Linked DNA regions of Oryctolagus cuniculus: region 2 is linked to region 1. The links are chromatin contacts, called in public Micro-C maps. All regions are on one chromosome and are shown on one strand. The core of a region is the stretch at or near the end of the contact, and the rest is flanking DNA. Distances in the headings are between cores, read along the strand shown. Region 1 overlaps HSPBAP1 (HSPB1 associated protein 1). Region 2 holds the start of SLC49A4 (solute carrier family 49 member 4).

What was found. A called contact is a pair of places that touch in the nucleus more often than the background predicts.
Region 2: a contact with region 1 is called in a Micro-C map of ear pinna, with 2.6 times the contacts expected there. The contact joins the promoter of SLC49A4 here to the enhancer-like site in region 1. A contact is called at or near these places in 3 of 6 Hi-C or Micro-C datasets (ear pinna, psoas muscle and an unstated tissue).

The regions. Positions count from the first base shown.
Region 1 is chr4:78,910,760-78,915,154 of mOryCun1.1, reverse strand. HSPBAP1 (HSPB1 associated protein 1) reads left to right here. Exons shown (of 8, transcript XM_002716812.5): 3 at 2,288-2,469. Among named protein-coding and RNA genes, the nearest start is that of HSPBAP1, 33 kb to the left of the region's middle. Within about 2 kb of position 2,669, at least 6 of the 8 cell types and tissues checked have an H3K27ac peak or open chromatin away from gene starts, as enhancers often do. A contact at or near this core is called in ear pinna, where this site is marked.
Region 2 is chr4:78,944,950-78,949,344 of mOryCun1.1, reverse strand. SLC49A4 (solute carrier family 49 member 4) reads right to left here and starts at 1,870. Exons shown (of 9, transcript XM_002716619.5): 1 at 1,384-1,870. The coding sequence starts at 1,726. HSPBAP1 (HSPB1 associated protein 1) reads left to right here and starts at 2,919. Exons shown (of 8, transcript XM_002716812.5): 1 at 2,919-3,238. The coding sequence starts at 3,172.

The sequences.
Region 1 (4,395 bases), core at 1,420-3,919:
TAAAAAAGATAAAAGCTGTTAAAAGAAGAGTTTAAATACCCTTCTTCAACCACCAATTCAGCTAACCTTTAAAGAGGTGCGCATAAATCTGAATGAATGAGAAGAATGAATAATGGTGCCTTAGGTTTACTGAATACCTGCTGTGTAGCAGACACTGTGCCAAGTGGTCTGTATTTTCTCAGAATTCCATGCTGTACCAAGGAAGTCATCAGAAAGATTTCTTAGATATTAGCTTCCCTGTGTTCATTTGAAATATTCTGTTGGCTACGAACAGTAGCAATAATAATAAGAGTTTGCTTGCTGTTTCAGAACAGTTGTTATATTAATCCAAGACTCCAGTCTAGAGTCACTGGAGTCATACCCTTAATAACAGACCACTGTGGACAGACAACAGACCTCTCAATGCCTTTCTGAGCCACCCTCATCTCCAGTGCCTTTGCCTTTTCCTAAATGTCTGTGGCGTAGAATTTCACATTTAATTATATGGTGCCTCACGTTCTCTATTATCCTAGTAAAGGCTTTATGTCTGGCTAAATAGATTCTAAACTCAGGAGTATCATCTATTACTTTTATGTTTCTACCAGCCTGAGCACAATACTAATTATTAATTATTTGCTTAATAAATTATTCTGAAATAAATGAGTTAATGAATAAATGAACAGGCTTTAAATTGTCATTGTCCACTTCAAGATTTAGAAGATTTCAAAAAACAATTTTTGTTGTTCCTTTTTTGTTTGCTTTTAACCTAAAGCAGTGCTTTTCAAACTTTTGATCTCATGATCCCTTTACACTTAAAAATTATTGAGTACTCCAATGAGATTTTGCTGATATGGATTGTATCTTGTGATACTTACCATATTAGAAACAAAATGGGAACTGGCATTATGGCGTGGCAAGTTAAGCCACCACCTGCAATACCTACATTCCACATGTGTGCCAGTTCATGTCTTGGCTACTCTGCTTCTGATTTGGCTCCCTGCTAATGTGCCTAGGAAAGCGGCAGAAGAAGGCCGAAGTGCTTGGGCCCCTGCCACCAACATGGGAGACCCAGATGAAACTCCTGGCTTTGGCCTGGCATAGCCCTGGCTGTTGTAGCCACTTGGAGTGAACCAGCAGGTGGAAGATTTCTCTCTCTCTCTCTCTCTCTCTAACTCTGCTTTTCAAATAAATGAATAAATCTTAAAAAAAAAAAAAAAAAAGGCAAAATGGGGTGGGAGTACTTGTTAAGATACCTGTTGGGCTGTTGGGACACCTGCATCTCATATCAGAGTACCTGGGTTCAAGTCCTAGCTTCATTTCACTTTCCCATCGTGTGCATCATAGTAGACAGCAGTAATCGTTCCAGTAATTGGGTCTCTGCCACCCATGTGTGGGAGACTCTAATTGAGTTCCCAGCTCCTGGCTTCAACCTGGCCCAGTCCCTGCTGTTGCTGGCATTTGAAGTATGAACCAGAGGCTAGGTGATCTCTATCTGTTTCTGTCTCTTCGCCTTTTAAGTAAATAAAATAATTTTAAAAGATGAAAATGAGGTGTTTTAAACACAAGAACCTAAGCACATGTTCCGCCATCTGTCAGAGCAGTGACATCAGCACAGGTCATGTAGCCTCTGGAGAACTGCATGGTGTCCTGGGGTGAGAATGAGAGCAGAAAAGGCACAGTGCCTTTGTATTATTATGAAAATAGTTTGGACCTCACAGGTCCCCTGAAAGGATCTTGGAGAATTGATGATCTAAAGTATTCCACTGGGTTACTAAATTGCGCTGCAATAAATAAGTTGAACCATTATATATTTGAGAAATGTAGAGGGAGAGAGACAAAGCTCCCACCACTGATTCACACCCCAAATACCCACAATGGTGGGGGTGGGGAGTGCCCAAAACCGGGAGCCACAAACAGTTCAGGTGTCCCACATGGGTGGCAGGAACCCGATTGCTTGAGTTATCACCACAGTCTCCCAGGGTTCACATTAGCAGGAAGCTGGAGTCTGGAACCCAAGTCAGAAGCCTAACCCAGGCACTGTGATATGAAATCTGGGACATGGGTATCCTAACCAGAGTTCTAACCAGATACCTGCCCCATACATTGTGTTGTCTTGCATTTATGTTTAATCTTGACTACTGTAAGTATTGTAAATAGTTCTAATTATATAGCATGTACAAAATAAAATTTTATTTCTTGTTAAATATTAGTTAACTCTCTTGATTGAAATTAATCTTCTTTTAAAAAACAGCAATACTTAGAAACCATGTTCACAGCATGTTGAAAGTTGCCTTCTCTTGCATTGCAGCTCCGCAGTTTGAAACTACATGTAGTTACGTAGATGCCACACTCGAAGAGTTCCTGACTTGGAACTGTGAACAGTCTAGTCTTTCTGGACCGTTTGCAGACTACGATCACTCCAAATTCTGGGCTTATGCTGACTATAAGTATTTTGTCAATCTATTTGAAGATAAGACGGATGTTTTCCAGGTAAGTCCGTATATAGTCCTCTTAATCTCGGTGAGAATTTGTTCTTGAGAAAAGTTCACAAGCGAGAGTCTCCCCGGTCCCTTCTCCCCTCACTGCCTTTGGCTTATGTAAGTAGTTGCTTACGTAAGTAGTCTGGGCTGTTTTTCCCTCTGAAGCCAAGTTAGCGTCTGTGGCTCACCCAGTTGGCAACCCTTGCTCATTTCCTGGCCCCAGACTTCCCACACACCCTTCCTTTGCTCTTGACCAGTGCCTGGGCCGGTTTAGAGTGTAGTAGAAGCATAGCTAGTGGAGTGACGTCATTTCCTCCCGCCCTACATAGGGGCTCTCGTTCTGTGGGTGAGGCAGGTAGAGGTGCAGAGGTGCTCACAGGAGGAAGCTGTCCCTGAGGTTCCCAGGGCCAGCCTTGTCATCTCTGTAGCTCTGGGGGCGTGGTGCAGCCATGGGCTTGTGGGACAGAGAATGCTGGGCTCCAGGCTCGCGGAGGTAGAAGCCCCATAGCTGCGTGCAGCGACTTGCAGAGGGAAGAATGTGGAAGTTCTCTGCCTCGTGTTCACGTAACTGACAACAGTTTGCAGACTGCCAGATCCTCTTTTAAGTGTTTCGCTTCGTTTTGTTTGTAACCTCAAACTGACAAAGTGGGGTGTTTTTGCAAGCTCCTTGCTGTGGGTTCCACAAAGGGGAAGGAGGGTGCTTGGGGGACTTTGCCTCCAGTCAGGCCAAGGCCCCAGAGCCCTTTGTCTTGCCCTGTCCTGTCCTGGAGTGGTTTCGCCATGCTGCCTGCTGCCACAGGGGTCCCAGAGGAGTTCTCCCTTCAGCCTGCCTTCTTCTTTTGTACTTTGAGTCAAAGTGTAGATGGCAGTGTTCACGTAGCAATCATAACTACCACTGTTTTGTAGCTTCCCTTTATTACATATTTTGGTAAATGTTTGCTCAGATTTTACTATTTATTAAAATGTTGGTTGAGGGTGTCTTTTTATTCTCACAGCCATGAAAGAAATGTGTTGGCTTTGCAAGCATTAGGAAATGCCTCTAATTCCAAACTCCATACCAAATGCATTATTTTCTCCCTTTTTTGCTTGGGTTTTGGAGGCGGTTTTTCCTGCCACCCTTAGTTGTGATCTCAGTCTTTACCCCTGCTGCTTGGAGAGCTCAGAGTTCACTCCTAGAGGATTTGCTATGTTTCTCGTACTCCCACCGTGATGGAGATTAGTTAGTACATTTTTGCTCCCTATTTCAGGCAAAACATTGCTTGATAGTAATATATTGATCTGTATCTCTATATTAATGTATATGTGCACCACTTGAGATATATATATATAGGTATATACACACACACAAACACATACATTCATATAAGTACTTGTTCCTAGCACTTTTGTAATGCTTATATTTACAGACTGTAGAGTAACACTGTGACTTAATGATTACCCTCTTAAGAAAAGCGAGGCACAAAGAAGTTACGTAAGCGTTTTCTAAGATGATACAACCGAGCCGCGGGCGGCGTAATGCAGGTGGCCTGCCGACAGAGCTTCCAGTACTGCCGTGCCGGCAGCGTCACGTGCAGACCCGCGGGCGCTCTGCAGATAGGACTAAAGACCGCCATCTCTGCTGTGTCCAGGTTCCTTCTGCCTTGCATAGATCTCTCACCTGACCCCGTCGTTGATCTGTCCCATCCGGGCATGGCAGCACTAGGCAAGACATATGACCTGTCCAGCAAGAGCGCTTGTAAATAAAGGCAGCCTTTTGGTAGTGTGCTGGAATTCTAATGGAGCCCTCGGAAAATCTCGTGTTTTCAGCTGGGTGAGTTTTCTGTCGGCTCACGCTAGCAGTTAGTCCTGCTGTGAGCAGCCAAGGCCGCTCATGCTGCATCATCTTCCATCCAGGGTTTTTCTGAGCATCCAGTCTTCTTACATCACAAGAGCTAAG
Region 2 (4,395 bases), core at 621-3,120, 35 kb before region 1:
AGCTTCCTGTAGCCAGCATTGTGGCATAGTGGGTTAAGCTGCCTCCTGCAGTGCCCACATCCCATATGGGCACTGGTTCAAGTCCCAGCTGCTCCACTTGGGATCCAGCTCCCTGCTAATTCACCTGGGAAAGCTGCAGAAGATGGCCCAAGCACTTATGTGGAAGACCCAGAAGCAGCTCCTGACTCCTGGCTTCAGCCTGGCCCAGCCTCAGCCATTGCAAGCCGTTTGGGAAGGAACCAGTGGATGGAAGATTTCTCTCTCTCTCTCTCTCCCTAACTCTGCCTTTCAAATAAAATATATATATATAAATAGATAGATATAGATATAGATATAGATATAGATATAGATATTTTTTTAAAAGAAAAAAAGAGATGGCTGGCCTAGGTGAGGTTATAGGAAAGAGACCACTGTGTAGGAAGCCTGCCCTCACCCAACATCGATCCTGCGGGCATTTTCATCCTGGGTGCCCCTGGCTCCAGGACAGAAACAAACCTCTGCTGTCTCTGAGACACTCAGTTTATGGTCTTGCATGACAGCAGCTCCAGCAGGACTAAGACAACTTTCCAAACAAGACGAAGAACTCACTTCAACCAAACTTACACAAGGATCAGCTCCCAAATCCCACGAGGCAGTTCCCAATCCTGATCCAACCACGGAATCTAAAGAGGGCAGAGCACTCCTGCCCATCATTAGTCCTCGCTCCGGTGGAGAGCCAGGCCTTCCTTTTCCTCCTCAGGGAATCCTGCTGGCAAGTGGCGGAGCCCCCGCGAGGCGTCCAGAGCGTCCCTCCGCACAGCCTTACTCCCAAGCTCTGTCTGCGAGCCACAGCCTTCGCCTGGGAAACCCACCAAGCTGCCGGGCACCACCTTCCAGAAACCAAAGCGTCGGGGCTGAGTGTCCCAACAGCCCTTCCCGGGCCAGAGTCATCCACTATTACACAAAGCTAGCTCATTACTTCCTTGCTCCTGGGCATCACCCAGCTATTGTCTGACTTTTCACTCTGGACACCCCCAAATCCCTTTGAAGCCAAAGCGTTAGTCATTTCGGTCAGGTGTCAAACACACGCACACCACGGCACGTGCGTCTACAATCAGCAGCAACTTGACAGAACATTTGGAGATCCCTGGAATCCCTGGCTGGAGCACGCAGGGAGGGCCTGGACAAAAACATGACTGTAAAGCAGCCTTCCCATATTCGTCGCCTTGGGGACACAGGGTTCCTAAGTCAGGAGTGGGATGTCACCAACACTCGGTCACCTCACACGACCCCAACGATGAGCCGAGGGAGGGAGGCAGCTGGCAGGCCCGGAGGCTGGCGGGCTGGGCGCCGGGGCCCCAGGAGCTGGAGCCGCAGCACCGCCGGCAACCCGCGACCCCTCACCTCGCTTGTCCAGGAGCCACATGAACGCGAAGCAGGGCAGGAAGCCGATGGGCCCCCACAGCACGAGCAGCGCGATGTCCCAGCTGGAGAAGCCGTAGGCCTGGCGCGCCGAGTTCTGGATGGGGCCCCAGGTGTTCCAGACCAGGCCCTGCGCGAACGCGAGCAGCGAGAAGAGCAGCAGCACCAGCCAGCGGCGCCCGTACACGCGCCCGGGACCAGGGACAGCCGCGGGCAGCGCCGCCGCCGCCGCCTCCCGGCTTCTCCAGGCAGCCCCTGGCCCGGACCCGGGCCCGGGCCCCAGCAGCGGCTGCCGCTCCTCCTCGCTGCTCCAGCCCGAGCCCATGGCGACGCGCAGCCCGCGGGGCCCGCCTGGCGCGGTCCCTGTCGCCGCCGACCAGCCCGGCGCACCAGTGGCCGGAGAAGGCTGAGCCCCAGGCAGCTGCTGTGGTCTCCCTCGGCTCCGCGGCCGCGCTTGGTGCGCCTGCGCGGCCGCGCCGGCCGGGGCGGTGGGCGGGGCCGAGGGGCGGAGGCTGGGGTCCGCCCTCGCCGCGGGTGCTGGCGGGGAACCGTCGTGGGAGAGGCGCCGGGGTCCCACACTGGGCTGCAGAAGGAATTGAAAAGTGAGGGAGGAGCGCGTCCGGGCCGGGCCGAGGAGGCCGAAGCTCCCTCGGAGGCTGTGTTGGAGGAGGTGGGGCCGGCAAGCTCCAGTTGCTGGAGGAAGTGCCCAAGTGTACAGTATGTGCCTAATAAACAGCTCGGTGACCTTGGGTCACCGAAGCTCATGCTTGCTTCTATATTGGGTTTATGCCTGGTTTTATTGAGCTCACAACTTCAGAAGTTATAGGAGGAGACAGACTACGGATGGAGGTCGGGGGCAGAGCAGCAGGAGTCCCAGGGACTGTCTCGTGGAAATCATTTCTTTGTTCTTTACGTACACTAAGCACTGCCTAGTTTTATCAGAGGTCTTTCTGACTTACATATCCAATGAGGTCATCAACTAGCCAGTTTCCTCCGAACACACGTCCTGGTGGTGGATAATCTTCCCATTCTGTCCGCCCCTTAGTAAATCAGCAACCAAGATGCTGATTAAGGTCGGAAGGTTTCTGCCCCCCGAAGTAACCTGGATCCATGCCGAGTTACGATTTCGGACCAGAAGAAAGTCAACAAGGAAACGCGGGGAGTTGTTGATCTCTCGATCAGGCAGCTGTTTGATTATTTTGATACACAGATCCAGAGGCGTGACAGCTGTCTGTTAGCGTCCTGGAACACCTAGGCCAGGCAATCTGGCTGGCCTGGGTCGGGAAGTGAGTCACAGGAACGCAATTAAGGGACACTTTGCCCGAAGCTCGTATTCCCAAGGAGCCACAAAGACGAGATGGAGTCGCATCGCTGCCAGAGAGGCAGAGGAACGTGAAGCTATCCTCGGCGGGAGGCGGCAGAGTGAGCGGACGCACAGACCCTCTCCACAGCCCGGAGCCCACAAAACCAGCCCTCCGACCCCTAGGGCAGAGGGAAAGAACCTGATGTGAAAGCCAGGAAACGCAGAAACCGCGATCTGCAGAGAAGGGGCGCAGGCGCCCCGGCCCAGACCACGTGTCTGTGTGTGTCAACAACTGGGGAATCCAAACAAACTGCGTGGCCCCGCCCCGCGCCCGTCACGTGGCCCCGGCGGCGCGGGCGCTTCCGGGAGAGCGGGGAGCCGCGGCGCTAGTGCAGCCCGCCCGGCCGCGTGGACGCCGTCTGCTCCGCTGCTTTCTGGGCTCTAGCCGGGCCGGCCTCGCGGTCGCCATGGCAGCAGGCTCCGAGGCCAGCGTGCCCCAGACCCTGGCGGCTGGAGCCGGAGGGGAGGAAAAAGGTAGGCGGCGGCGGCGGCGGTGGTCAGAACGTTTGGGTTAGCCGGGTGTCGGGTCCTCCCGGCCTTGACTTAGACTGTGAAGAAAGCGGTTTGTTTTTTAGTGAACTTGTTTTTTAATTTTTTTTCTCAACCTGGCCTGGTATCCCCGCATGCTACTGGTGCTGTTGCATGCCCAGAAAGGCGCTTTGAATGTTCAAGTGGGCTGCAGTTAAGTGTGTGAGGTTGGACGGAAATAACCCGGGGTGGTTGTGAACAGCGACTGTGATTTCGCTTGGGACCCCGGGTTAGCCAATGCACGAGGTTTGCAGGCCCAGGGCTTGTGGTCCCTGTCGGCGCTTAGTGGAAAACTGCACGGCGCACTTACTGGTCTGGGTACTGCCCCGGAATGCAGGGACGCTTAGCGTTCCTAACAAAGCCCTTTCCCCCCAGGAGCTCCAGTGAGCAAAGCAGCCTGGAACGGAAGAGTGAGTAATCGCTCTGTGGTCCCTTGGGTACCCCCCCCCCCCGTAGTGCCCACCGAGTGGCGAAAGCAGATGCTTGGGGGGAAGGAGTAAGTTGGGGTTGCAAGGAGATGGTGACGGCAGGCAGAGGTGTTGCAGACTCGGCCCGCAGTGGACCCTATCAAATCCTGGAGGAGGAGGTGCGCCTTTCAGGCTGGCGCGAGGCCTCCTCCTGTGCCACTACTTCTCCTTGCTCTCCTAACTCCCTTGCTTGTGTAGGCCAGGGAGACGTTTCTTGAACTCCATTTGTACCTCGCATCCCCTGATCCATCCATTTTCCGTGCACTGCACCCCTGACCCGGTTTTGAGTGCAAGTCGCCATTTACTGTTAGAATACCGCTGTTCTCTTGTCCCTCCCTGTGCTTGTGCCAGCAGAGCCCTTGCTCAGGGTGAACCCAAGCTTTTACTGCTTTGCTGTAAACTTAAACAGAATGCTGACTGCTGTATCAGATGAAGATGGCCGACCTCTGGACCCTTCACTCAGATCCTGTTACTATGCCTACTTTCTTTCTCCAGTGACAGTTCCCCAAACTCTGGATCCTCTCTCCATCTCTTTCTTGTTTTGAGCTGATGGCTTCCCAAGTTGGGAAGTTCTGCATTTAATCTGTCTACTGTTGCTGCAGGATCAGACCCTGGTCCAAAGCACCCACGTTCCTC